2 separate regions of the Sus scrofa genome follow, and region 2 is linked to region 1. Evidence: chromatin contacts called from public promoter capture Hi-C data. All regions are on one chromosome and are shown on one strand. The core of a region is the stretch at or near the end of the contact, and the rest is flanking DNA. Distances in the headings are between cores, read along the strand shown.

Evidence for each region. Promoter capture Hi-C pulls out the DNA fragments that hold promoters and counts their contacts.
Region 2: a contact with region 1 is called in a promoter capture Hi-C map of liver, with 4 times the contacts expected there. The contact joins the promoter of DCUN1D4 here to the promoter of NFXL1 in region 1. A contact is called at or near these places in 1 of 5 promoter capture datasets (liver) and 1 of 47 Hi-C or Micro-C datasets (heart right ventricle).

Annotation. Positions count from the first base shown.
Region 1 is chr8:37,872,974-37,878,254 of Sscrofa11.1, reverse strand. It overlaps NFXL1 (NF-X1-type zinc finger protein NFXL1), which reads left to right and starts at 2,673. Exons shown (of 23, transcript XM_021100578.1): 1 at 2,673-2,739; 2 at 3,133-3,378. The coding sequence starts at 3,135.
Region 2 is chr8:38,980,380-38,985,660 of Sscrofa11.1, reverse strand. DCUN1D4 (DCN1-like protein 4) reads right to left here and starts at 2,976. Exons shown (of 11, transcript XM_005666642.3): 1 at 2,802-2,976. The coding sequence starts at 2,826. LOC102159502 (a long non-coding RNA gene) reads left to right here and starts at 3,052. Exons shown (of 4, transcript XR_304839.3): 1 at 3,052-3,564.

The DNA.
Region 1 (5,281 bases), core at 1,424-3,923:
CAAGACAAGGGCTGCAAGGTTGCTGACCCACTCTGCAGCAGCAGGAAATAGCAGGAGAGCATCTGTCCTCTTTCAATGCCACTGCTTCAGTGCCCTCTCCTGAGAAAACCTAATACCATGCACTTTATGGAGATGCTTAAAGGACTTCTGTCCTCCATCACAGAGCATATACTGAAGGGTGAATTGGAGCTCAGGGCCCATATACTAATAACTGGCATGGTGTTTACCTAAGCATAGATGTATCTGTCAAAGATAAACGGATTTAGGAGGCCGTGTGTGGATACACTGGCAAAAAGAATCTATATCAGGATAACATGTCAGTAATGGACAGATAAATACAATTAAATCAGAATTTTTCAAATGACTGGACAATAGGGGTATTCAAATATTTTATTTTTCTATATTTTATTTTAGACTTCTTAAAAAGTTGAGATGTATCATATAGCAAATTTCACAAATTATACAAGTATAATTTCTTTTTAACGTATGTATACAAAAGTGAAACTACCACCCAATTCGAGATAGAATTTTTTCCACCACTCAGGGGGATGTCTTTTCCCTCTTCCCAGTTAAAGTTCTCCCACCCCTACTAGAAGCAAGCACTAATCTGGCTTCTGTAACTTGTCCAGAAAGATTCACAAGTCAGTACTCTGTCGTGTCTGGTCTCTTTTGTTCGACATGCTAACTTTGAGATTCACCCATCTTGCTACACGTATCAGCATTCTTTTTGGCATAACATCCCATTATGTGAATATATCACAATTTATTTTTCTGTTCTCCTGATGATAGACCTGAGGGTTGTTCCTCGTTTTTAGCTATTATGAATAAAACTGCTATAATCATGAGTTTTTGTGGAGCTATGCACTCATTTACTTTAGGTATATGGACTGGAGTGTAATCATAGCTTTATCATTTTAACATATTTCTCATGTTCCCTTTGGATAAACACGAAGAACTCTTGCTTTTCTCAATTTTTATCTGAAATTTCAAAGTGAAAATAACAGCAATGGCAGCTGTTGAAATGTGTTCTCACTGTATATATGCTTTAACATTATGATACACACCAGCTCGCCACTGCTAAACTTTATTATGATATTAAAATAAATGTTTGCTCTTTCAGAGAGCACATAACATTCTTTTTGATTCCACAGTAATTACTATGATTATCAATTTTCATTGTATAATATGGCAGGGGAAAATTCTGATCATGTGAGCCTTTGGCCCAATTAGGTCTTCTAAAAGTAACTGGAATTTCTAGGTAAAAATTAAATATTTTTTCATAGTAATCATATAGCATGGGTTAGAAACCGCGAGGGAAAGAGGAGGGAGAAACTGGAGCGCTGAGAGCTCAAGCGGGCTTACCAACCAACAGAGTGGCTGAGAGCTCTGAGCAAAGAGAGCTCAGGCTCCCCCAGCTTAGGCAACAGCTTGTTATACAGGTAAAGGGGTAATTTCTATTTTTAGCACATTCTATTTTTAGCAAAGTTTCGGGATGGGGTAAGAAACAGTGAAGATACAAGTTATATTGTAACAGTTTCTCCGGCTATTCTTGTCTTGCAGCCTTGTGTTTCTTTTTGTACAGTTATCACCTAACGGCATGGTGTGTTCAAAAGTGTAAGTCAAGAGTCATACGACTTAGTTGCATGCCAGGATGCTGAATAAGAAAATTTTGTCTTTATTTTGTAATTAAAAAAAAATGGGATTGATAACAATAACTAGTTATATAAAGGGCAAGTTACTTAACCTCTCTGTGCCTCACTATTCTTAATGTAAGATGGGACTAATAAGATGACTCCGAGTACCGCACTATCCATAGACATATATATGTAAAACACTTTAAAATAGCACCTGGCACTTAATACTTGCTATATAAATATTAGTTATTTATTATTAAAGTACAGGAATTAGTTAAATTGAAGGGTTGTAAAGAATCCTATAGTCCCAAACAGCAATCAGTATATTTCTCAAAGACAGGCCTCCGAATTTTTGAAATTGCTCTTTTTCTATATCTTATTGGAAACAGTGAAGTCAGAAGAATTAGGATCACACCTGGCTCTCAACTACTTTCCTTAATTAAGTATACTTTACAGAGCTGTCCTGAAAATAAAGTCAGCTTGCTTCCAGAGAAGCATACTGTAAACTATTAAGGACTATGATAATAATACCATTAGCTTTATCCTCTCCATTGCTTTAGCACCTCAGAAAGGCGCTTTCTCCACTCCAAACACTTTCTCTCTCTCAGCTTTTCCTCCATCTTCCCCGACCCCAAAGTGTTTTCATAGTAAACGCCTTTCCCGTCAGTGAGAAAAATTCCCTGCCAGCAGAAAGCCAGAAAACAAGGCTAAAGATGGCGGACAGTCAATTATCGGCCCCTGGGACATGTTCCCGATACCCTGCTGGGTTTAGGGCAGTTGCGGGAAAGCAGCAGAATCTTCAAGCATCCCAAAAGCCTCAGGGCCCGCCCACTTCCCCACCTTGCGCTCTCTCTGTGGCGCCCACCTCTCCCGAGCCCCGGAGCACACCGGGAATTGTAGTTTCTGACGATCCGATTCAGTCCTCGCGGGTTCTCAGAGGACTTTTCTGCCACCCCACCCCCACCCCAACCCCGCCCCCAGCCTCCACTCTGCCTCAACACACAGACACAGTCCCGGATGAGGAAGCGGCCTGTGATGCCACGCGTTCTGAGAGCCCTGGGCTGGGGCTTCTGGGAGTTGTAGTCGCTGGAGGCGGGCGCCGTCGGTAAGGAGACGTAGCGTTTCAACGGGTTTGCTACCACAGTTGGTTCCTGGAGGGACCCGCGGGGTCTGTCCGCAGTTTTGCTGTCACCCCGCTACCCCTGAGGCTGAGGAGGCGCTTTCCCCCTCTACGGCTCTCCTTCTCCGGCGCTGGATGCTCCTTGCCTCGCAGTCCATTTCTCTGCCTAGTTCTCTCTCTCTTCGATCCATCTCCAGAGCCCGGGCTTAGCGGGGACTCGCCCTCTGGGAGAGACAGGGCCGCGACCCGGTCCCTGCCCTGCGGAGACCCTCCTCATTCTGCCCGGTACAGCGGCTCCCCCCGCTCTCTCCTTTCCCCGTCTAAACACCACCGCGCTCACGCTCCTTCCACTCTTTCCCCCCCTCCCCACTCCTGCAGGGATGGAAGCTTCCTGGCGCCAGGTGGCCGGTGGCCGAGGCCGAGCCCGTGGACGGGCCACTGCGGCCCCCTCCTCGGGAAATGGAGTCCATCTCCGCGGCGCCGGAGGAGGGCGAGAGAAGGGGTCGGTGGGCGCTACTGGTCCTGGCCCCAGCCCGGGAGGAGCCGCGACCGCTTCGGCTGCAGGTAGCTCAGCCCGACGCAGCCCCTGGGGATCTGAAGCGCCGCAGACTTCCGTAGCCAGTGGTGAGAATGGAACTTGTCGGGGGGCTCACTTGGATGCCTGCTAAGACATTTGATAGTCAGAACTGCCTCTGCCCCATTCATTTCTTTTCTTCTTCCGGAGTTTATTGTTAGCCTCATTTCTCAAACCTTTCAGGAAGCTGCTCATTCTAGGCTGATTCCCATCAGACTTTTTTCATCATTTTAAGTGATAGGAATATTTGTTATTTCCCCATCCAGTATTCTTTTCACTCTTTTTGCCTGCTAAGTGTCTAGACCAAAAGTTGCAAATTGTGCCCCCCCCCACCCCCCGAGGGGAGGAATCTGATTTAGCCTTTAGTTTGGTTTGGTTTGGTTTGGTTTGGTTGACACAGTGAATTAAATCTGAATTGGTTGCCAGTAGTATTTTTGTTTTTTCTTTTCTTTTTAAAAATCTCATAACAGTCTGGTTATCATCTACTTTTCTTGGAAAATGAAACTTTGTGGCTGTCGCGTGGGAACAGCCAGCTAGGCTACATCGAAGAAATCCCATTTAGAATGGGTTTAGGCTTTCCACTTCTCATTGGGTCTCCTACTTCTGGGGCCACGTGTCATTTGCCATCTTGATTTGATTGCCTTAGTTTAGTAACTTTAATTGTCTTTGTCCTGTAAGCACTTGAGTTTGTGGTACTTTCGACTGTGGTTCCTCGTCACAAATTTTGTGTCCTTTTCTGGGTATGTCTGGTGTGGCCTCCTCCTGCTTGTCAGTATCCTTCATCCAAAGCAGTGTTTTGGTGGAGCCTGAGAGCACACACTTAACTCTCAATTGTCCACACTAATGGAAGAGTGTAGGAGGCTAAGGGAAATAAGCCCTGAAATCATTGTATTGCTGTGCTCGGAATATATTTTTGGGAGGAGAGGAGCAGATTAAACTTCTGAATGTTTTCTTTTTTGTTTGTTTTGTTTTGTCTTTTTAGGGCCACACCCGCGGCATATGGAAGTTCCCAGGGTAGGGATCTAATCAGAGCTATACCTGCCGGCCTACGCCAGAGCCACAGCAACGCCAGATCCGAGCCTTGTCTGCGACCTATACCACAGCTCACAGCAACGCTGGATCCTTAACCCACTGACCGAGGCCAGGGATTGAACCTGCAACCCGAAAACCTAGTCGGATTCGTTTCCGCTGCGCCATGATAGGAACTCCCCTGGGTGTGTTCTAAGATAAAGTTAGGTGGTATTCCCTTTGTTAGTGAATTTTGGGGAGTGGTGGTGGTGAGGTGGGGGGGCAGTGTGAACAGTTTTGGTAGACTTTCTTGGATTTTCTGGTGAGTAGGAAAGCAGGCCTTCTTGAGCTGGATAATTGAGATTTGAGTGAAAGAAATAATATATGGGGAGGTTGCTTTGTCAACTTTCTTTGAGATGATCTTATGTGGGTCTATTAATCAGGTTGTGGATTTTTTTTTTTTATTATTATGTCTAATTCAGCCTTTTAAAAATGTATTCTTAAGAGCTCTTTCTCATAATGATATTTATCATATTGTACATGAAATTTTGAGTCATATATCCTACAGCAATTACTTTTCTTCTAGTACTCAGTCCTGTGTAGGCCCTGTACATTTTCCTCCAATTTTACTTGGAGTACTGAGTAGTCTCAGCAACAAGAAAAGGATAAACATTTCATGAGGGAACTAACAGATAAAACGTCATTAAGTACAAATATGCCACCTAAAATAAGAAAGTTTATATTAGTAGAGGTTCATCAGTTTTAGGCATAAAGTGGCATTATTATGGGCTCTAATGAATTAAGATCAATGTAGGATGTTTGTGGCTCCTTTCTTGTACTATGGTTGCTGTCCAGAAGAGTTTATTAACACTTAATGCTTGAAGAAAATTCTCAAGCATTAGTCCTTGGTCTTGAGGACTGTGAAGCCTCATTGAGAATGTGCTA
Region 2 (5,281 bases), core at 1,727-4,226, 1.1 Mb before region 1:
CATACTGCAGGCGCAGCCAAAAAAACAAAAAACAAAAACACCGTCTGGCTGTCTTGCTTTCAATCTCAGTAATTCACCTTTTCCAGGGACAAATTTCAGTGATAAACACACATCAGAAAGAAAACAAAAAACAAAAAACAAAAAAACATGATCATGTTACATATTCACATACCGCAAAGAGTGTCCTGGATATTCCACCAAAAGCTTAAGTAAAATATAAGATAGATGTAAATCTTTTCCTGATAAAACCACACATTGCCCAATTTTTCAGCCATTATGAAAAGAATGATCATTCAATCAAGTACTCAAGTTCAGTATATTTGTAACCATACTAGATAGTTTCCAAATCTTTGGACTTCTTGGTAAAATTTTTATCATTAGGGTCATTATAATACTCTTCTAGTGACCATGCTACCAGTAGTTTCATACCTAATACATCACATAAAAATAGTCTTGTCATCTCTGAGCTAATCTGATGGCATCTGCTTATAGATTTTGGAGTCATGGCATACAAATGGTAAAGGGAACTGGCAAAGGATGCAATAATGTCTTGAGAGTCTACAGAGTGACAGGATTGGTTCTAATATCAAAGAACAAAAACACACGAAAACTTAAGGTCCTCCACTGAGTTTACCTTCCTCTAATCTCATCTGCTTCCCATGCTTCTTTGAAAACTGAGAACATCATATATTCCCTTCATTCATTTTCACATTTTCACGCTGGTTTAAATGAACGGTTTTAAGTCCACTCTCAATTCTATTAATCCACCTCCAACACTCATTTCAAGACCATCTTTTTTCAAAAAGTTCCCTTATCCTTCGGCAATGCAAACGGCTCAAGAACTACAAACACATAATTTAAACTACCTCCACAAGGTTTACACGGGTCTCCACTGCTTTCTCAGATTTATAAAAGACTGAACCTTTTAACCTAGTGTTTACATACATGAGATGCTACAAACACACACCATCCTTTTGACTGTGTTGCATCTTGCATGTTTTTCCATAACTTACGTACTAGATGGTTCAAGATAAGCATTTATTCTGCAAGTAAGGCCACCAAATGCAGGGGGAAATAACCAACTTGGGGTGTGAGGGGGGAATGTAGAGCCCAAGTGTGAAAGGGCTGAGCTTGGCTTGATTCTCCCCCACCCGCTGACACAGGGAGAAAGCCCCAGGGAACAGGAGCGCCTCCTCAGAGCGCGCTCGGATCCGCCGGGAATAAGGCACCAGTTAACAGAGCTGGAAGGCTCCGAGGGCCGAGCTGCATTCTGGGACTCGTTTCCACAGTTACCCACGTGCACCCAATCCAACCGCGGCCCGGACTACAAGTCCCAGAATTCTGCGGGACTGCCTTCCCCTTCACACCCGGCGACTGGAGCCAGACCCTAAAGGAAACCCCTAAAGCGCCCTCCCTCCACGCCTGGGAGAGGTCGCGCCCCTAGGGCGCTGCGCTGGGCCTGTGGTCCGACTCTCCTGACAAGGAACCGGGTCCCGGGGCACCAGCCTCCACACCTGACGACCAGAAATTAGACAACTGCGTCACAGACTGCCAAATCCACGGACCGCCAGGGACCCTACCACCACCACCCACATACCGCCCCTGGCCTTCAGGGTCCGACCCCTCCGGGTCCAGCCGCGGAAAGCCCGCAGCGCGCGCCTCTGCCCCGCCTCCCAGTTCCGCAGGCAGAGCCCGCGCCAGCGCTGACCTCGCTTCCCGCCGCTCCGGGGGAACCGCGGCCAGCGCACCTCCCCCGCCCCCTCCGCCCCGCCCCCTCCTCTCCTCGCATCCCGAAGCTTAGGGCTCCCCCTCAAGGTACCCTGCCCATAATCTGGGGGAGGATACACCTCCCCCAGTCACGGAGTCTCACATCTTCCCCTTCAGCCCCGCGCGGACCGAATCTGGACAAGATAGTCTTCTCCCTGCCCCGGCCCCTCCCAAGTAGCTCTTCACCCCCACTGCACCTCCGCTACCCCTGCCCCCATCCGGTCACCCCAAACCCTCCCCACCTCCTTCCTCTCTTACTCTCAATTACCCTATCTTCCCAACACCTGCTCCATCCTATTATCCCAACGTTTGCCCCCCTCTCACCACTCCCAATTACCCCTCCACGCTTCCTATGGCCCTCCCGCCCGCTGGACTCCCCAACTATCCCATCACACCCCAATCCCTCCCACCATCTCGCTTTCCCATTACATCAGCTCTCATTTGCTAGCCCGCCCTCTTGCCCCGCTCGGCCGCTGCCCCCAATCCCCCACCCCATTGTTTCCCCCCCCACCCCTGCCATCCAGCCCTTCTTCCCATTGTCCCCGCCCCGCGCTCCCCTAGCACTCACCCGCCTTTCTCACAGCCGCCCGCACCGCTCAGCTCCTAGGAAATCCTCACCCCTGCGCCCCGCTCTCTCGCTCGCTCCCTCCCCCTCTGCCCCCGCCGGTACCAACCCCCAGCCCTGCTCGCTAGCGCCCGCCGCCGCCTCCACCTCCATTCACCCCGGACACTCTGGTCCCGGCCCTTCATCGCACGTCCCGCCCCCCCTTCCCCCAACACTGTAATGGAGCCAGTCCCCACCCCCTCACCTCCGCCCTCCCCCGGCAGGCCGGCCCCTTCCCCCCACGCCTGCCCCCGCCCCGCGCCGCCCGCAGCGTCACCGCCCGCCCCGGCCCCGGGAGGGGAAGGGGTGGCTCCCGGGCAGGGGCTCCCGGCTGGTTTCGGGACAGGAGGCACGGGGCGGGGACTGCGGGAGACTAGCGGAGAGTGTTAGCAGCCGCCCGGCCCCGGCCGGCTCGCTCTCTGTTACTCACTGACAGCGGCGGCATCCGAGTGCATTTTCGGGCAGCTCACACCCCGCTCGCCGCCCCGGCTCCCGCGCTCGCCTCGCGGTCCCCCCACCGGCTCGCCGCACCTCGGCTAGGAGCTGAGGACCCGCCGCCAGGCACTCCCGGCCCGCCCACCTCGCCTCCTCCATAGGCTGAACATCAGCTGAGGGACCGCCCCTCCTCCGCTCTCATTTGACAAAAGGAGTGCGGAGAGCGCCGGTCTAGAGCTGGCAAAGAGGCCCCGCCCCCTGAGCTCCAATGCGATTGGTCCCGGCGCCTCGTCCCCGTAACGCCCCTGGTGGAGGCCATGCTCTGGAATAGCAGGTTGGACCCGGCCGCTGTCACTCAGCCCCGGGGGTCCGAAAGCGCGTGTAAAGGCGAGGCTGGGGAATTGGCCCACCTTGACCCTGAAGCCCCGCCCTGTGGCGGGTGGGATTGGTGGAGCCCAGACCAACCGAGAAAGATGGGTCCGCGTCTGAAACAAAGCACGCGAAGTGTTTTCCGAAGAACCGAGAAGGGGAAAAGCAGTTGGGGCAGCTTGTGTCCCGCTGCAAGGAGTAGGAGAGTCAGCTCTTCCCTTGCGCCCCACGCTACTCGTCGGGATCTCCTGTTTGTCGCGCACGCCTCGGAACGGCTTTCTGCAGGAGCTGAGTCCTCGCTGAACTTCGACTGAGACTTCTCTTGCTGTTTCCTACAGCTAGAACCTGGATAAAGAATCGACGCATCTTCATTTACAGCAAACCCTCTGGTGAGGAACAAATTCTTTCTTGTACAACAATCCATCCTCTCCCCTTTTTCGAAATGCACTTCTTTTCCAGAGTCAACACACTTCTTTCTTCATCACAGATGGGCTATTCTAAAGGCTTCGAATGCTTCATTGTCGGTGATACACTTACGCGCGCCCCAGAACTCAGGCAGGAAACCAAGGGCCACGCTTTGGGCTCAGTCTGGCAAGCGGCTGGTTCAGGGGCCAAGTCACTAGCCCTCAAAGGACAAATAAGCGTTAGCTAAGTGAGCCTAAGTCATTGACGCTAAGAAGCGGTCCGGAAAAGCAAAACTGGCTGTTATTTGGTGGAGGACGACGTTAATTTAGAAGACTTCTGACCATTGAATTTATTAAGTCAGGAATTCGCATCATTTTCATGAGTGCCGACCATTTTTTTTTAAGACTTTCAAACCCACTCGTCATACTCACCGTATTATTGTAGCAGAAAAATATTTTGAGATATTAATGGAGGACCTTTCCCTCCAACCCCAACCACAACACATACACCACTTCTCTGTGTGCCATCCCGCGGCCAGGGCATCCTACTCCTCCCGCCTCGGAGAATAGATGACACCACAAATAACTGATAACAAAACAGTCGTTTTGATTTTAGACTTATACAGCCAAGGCTTTTGAGTTCCAGGGTTCTGAAATTTCGGTTTCAGATCATAGCCTTAAATGTTGTGGGCAAAACAAGATATTTGAAAGAACAAGAACCAGTTTTTCCACCACACATCACTCCCTTTATAATGTGCTGCATCCCTTTTAATTCCTAATGTCTCATTAATACGTTATATCCCTATCATTTTATACCTGTCACATTTCTATTATTCATACACTTATGAATCACTTCATCAGTCATAGAATCTCATAATTGAACCCGAATTTATCCACTTCTGGTTCAATTCAGGCAAGACAAAAATCTCATCTCATCACTGGTGACATTCACCCTGACAGAGCATCAGCTGGGCCCTACAGGGATGGGTAGGTATCTCTGGACTCTGAAATAGGTAGTTCCTTTTTGGGCAGGTCTAATTCTAAGAATGTCTGTCCTTGGAGCAGAGAAGTTACTCCTGCTTTCTTTATCCCATTTATGTGTTCAACCTATTCTGTGTCTAGGAAAAATTATTTGTAATTCATACAAGTTCATAATATTTTGTGTATATAATATTTGTATGGCTTTTTTACTGCTTATGCTACTTCAAGGCTGAGACACATGTTATTTTGCGCAAAAATGGACTTGCTTCTTGACACTTCCGCATTTTTTTTTTTTGTCTTTTGTCTTTTCTAGGGCCACACCTACTGCATATGGAGGTTCCCAGGCTAAGGGTCTAATCGGAACTACAGATGCCAGCCTACGCCAGAGCCACAGCAACACCAGATCCGAGCCTTGTCTGTGACCCACACCACAGCTCACTGATCCTTAACCCACTGATCGAGGCCAGAGATCAAACCCACAACATTATGGTTCCTAGTCGGATTCATTTCCACTGCACCACGATGGGAACTCCAACATTTCTACATTAAAAAAGGCCACACTTAATTTGCTTTAGGTAGTTATATGCTATCTTAATTTATTTGCAGAAAACTGTATAATAATGTATATAAAGATTAATCTACATGATGGACCTGCCAGGTGCTTTGCGTCAGTTCCCAACACTCTACTGGCACATGGTGTCCATAAATATTTATAGAATAT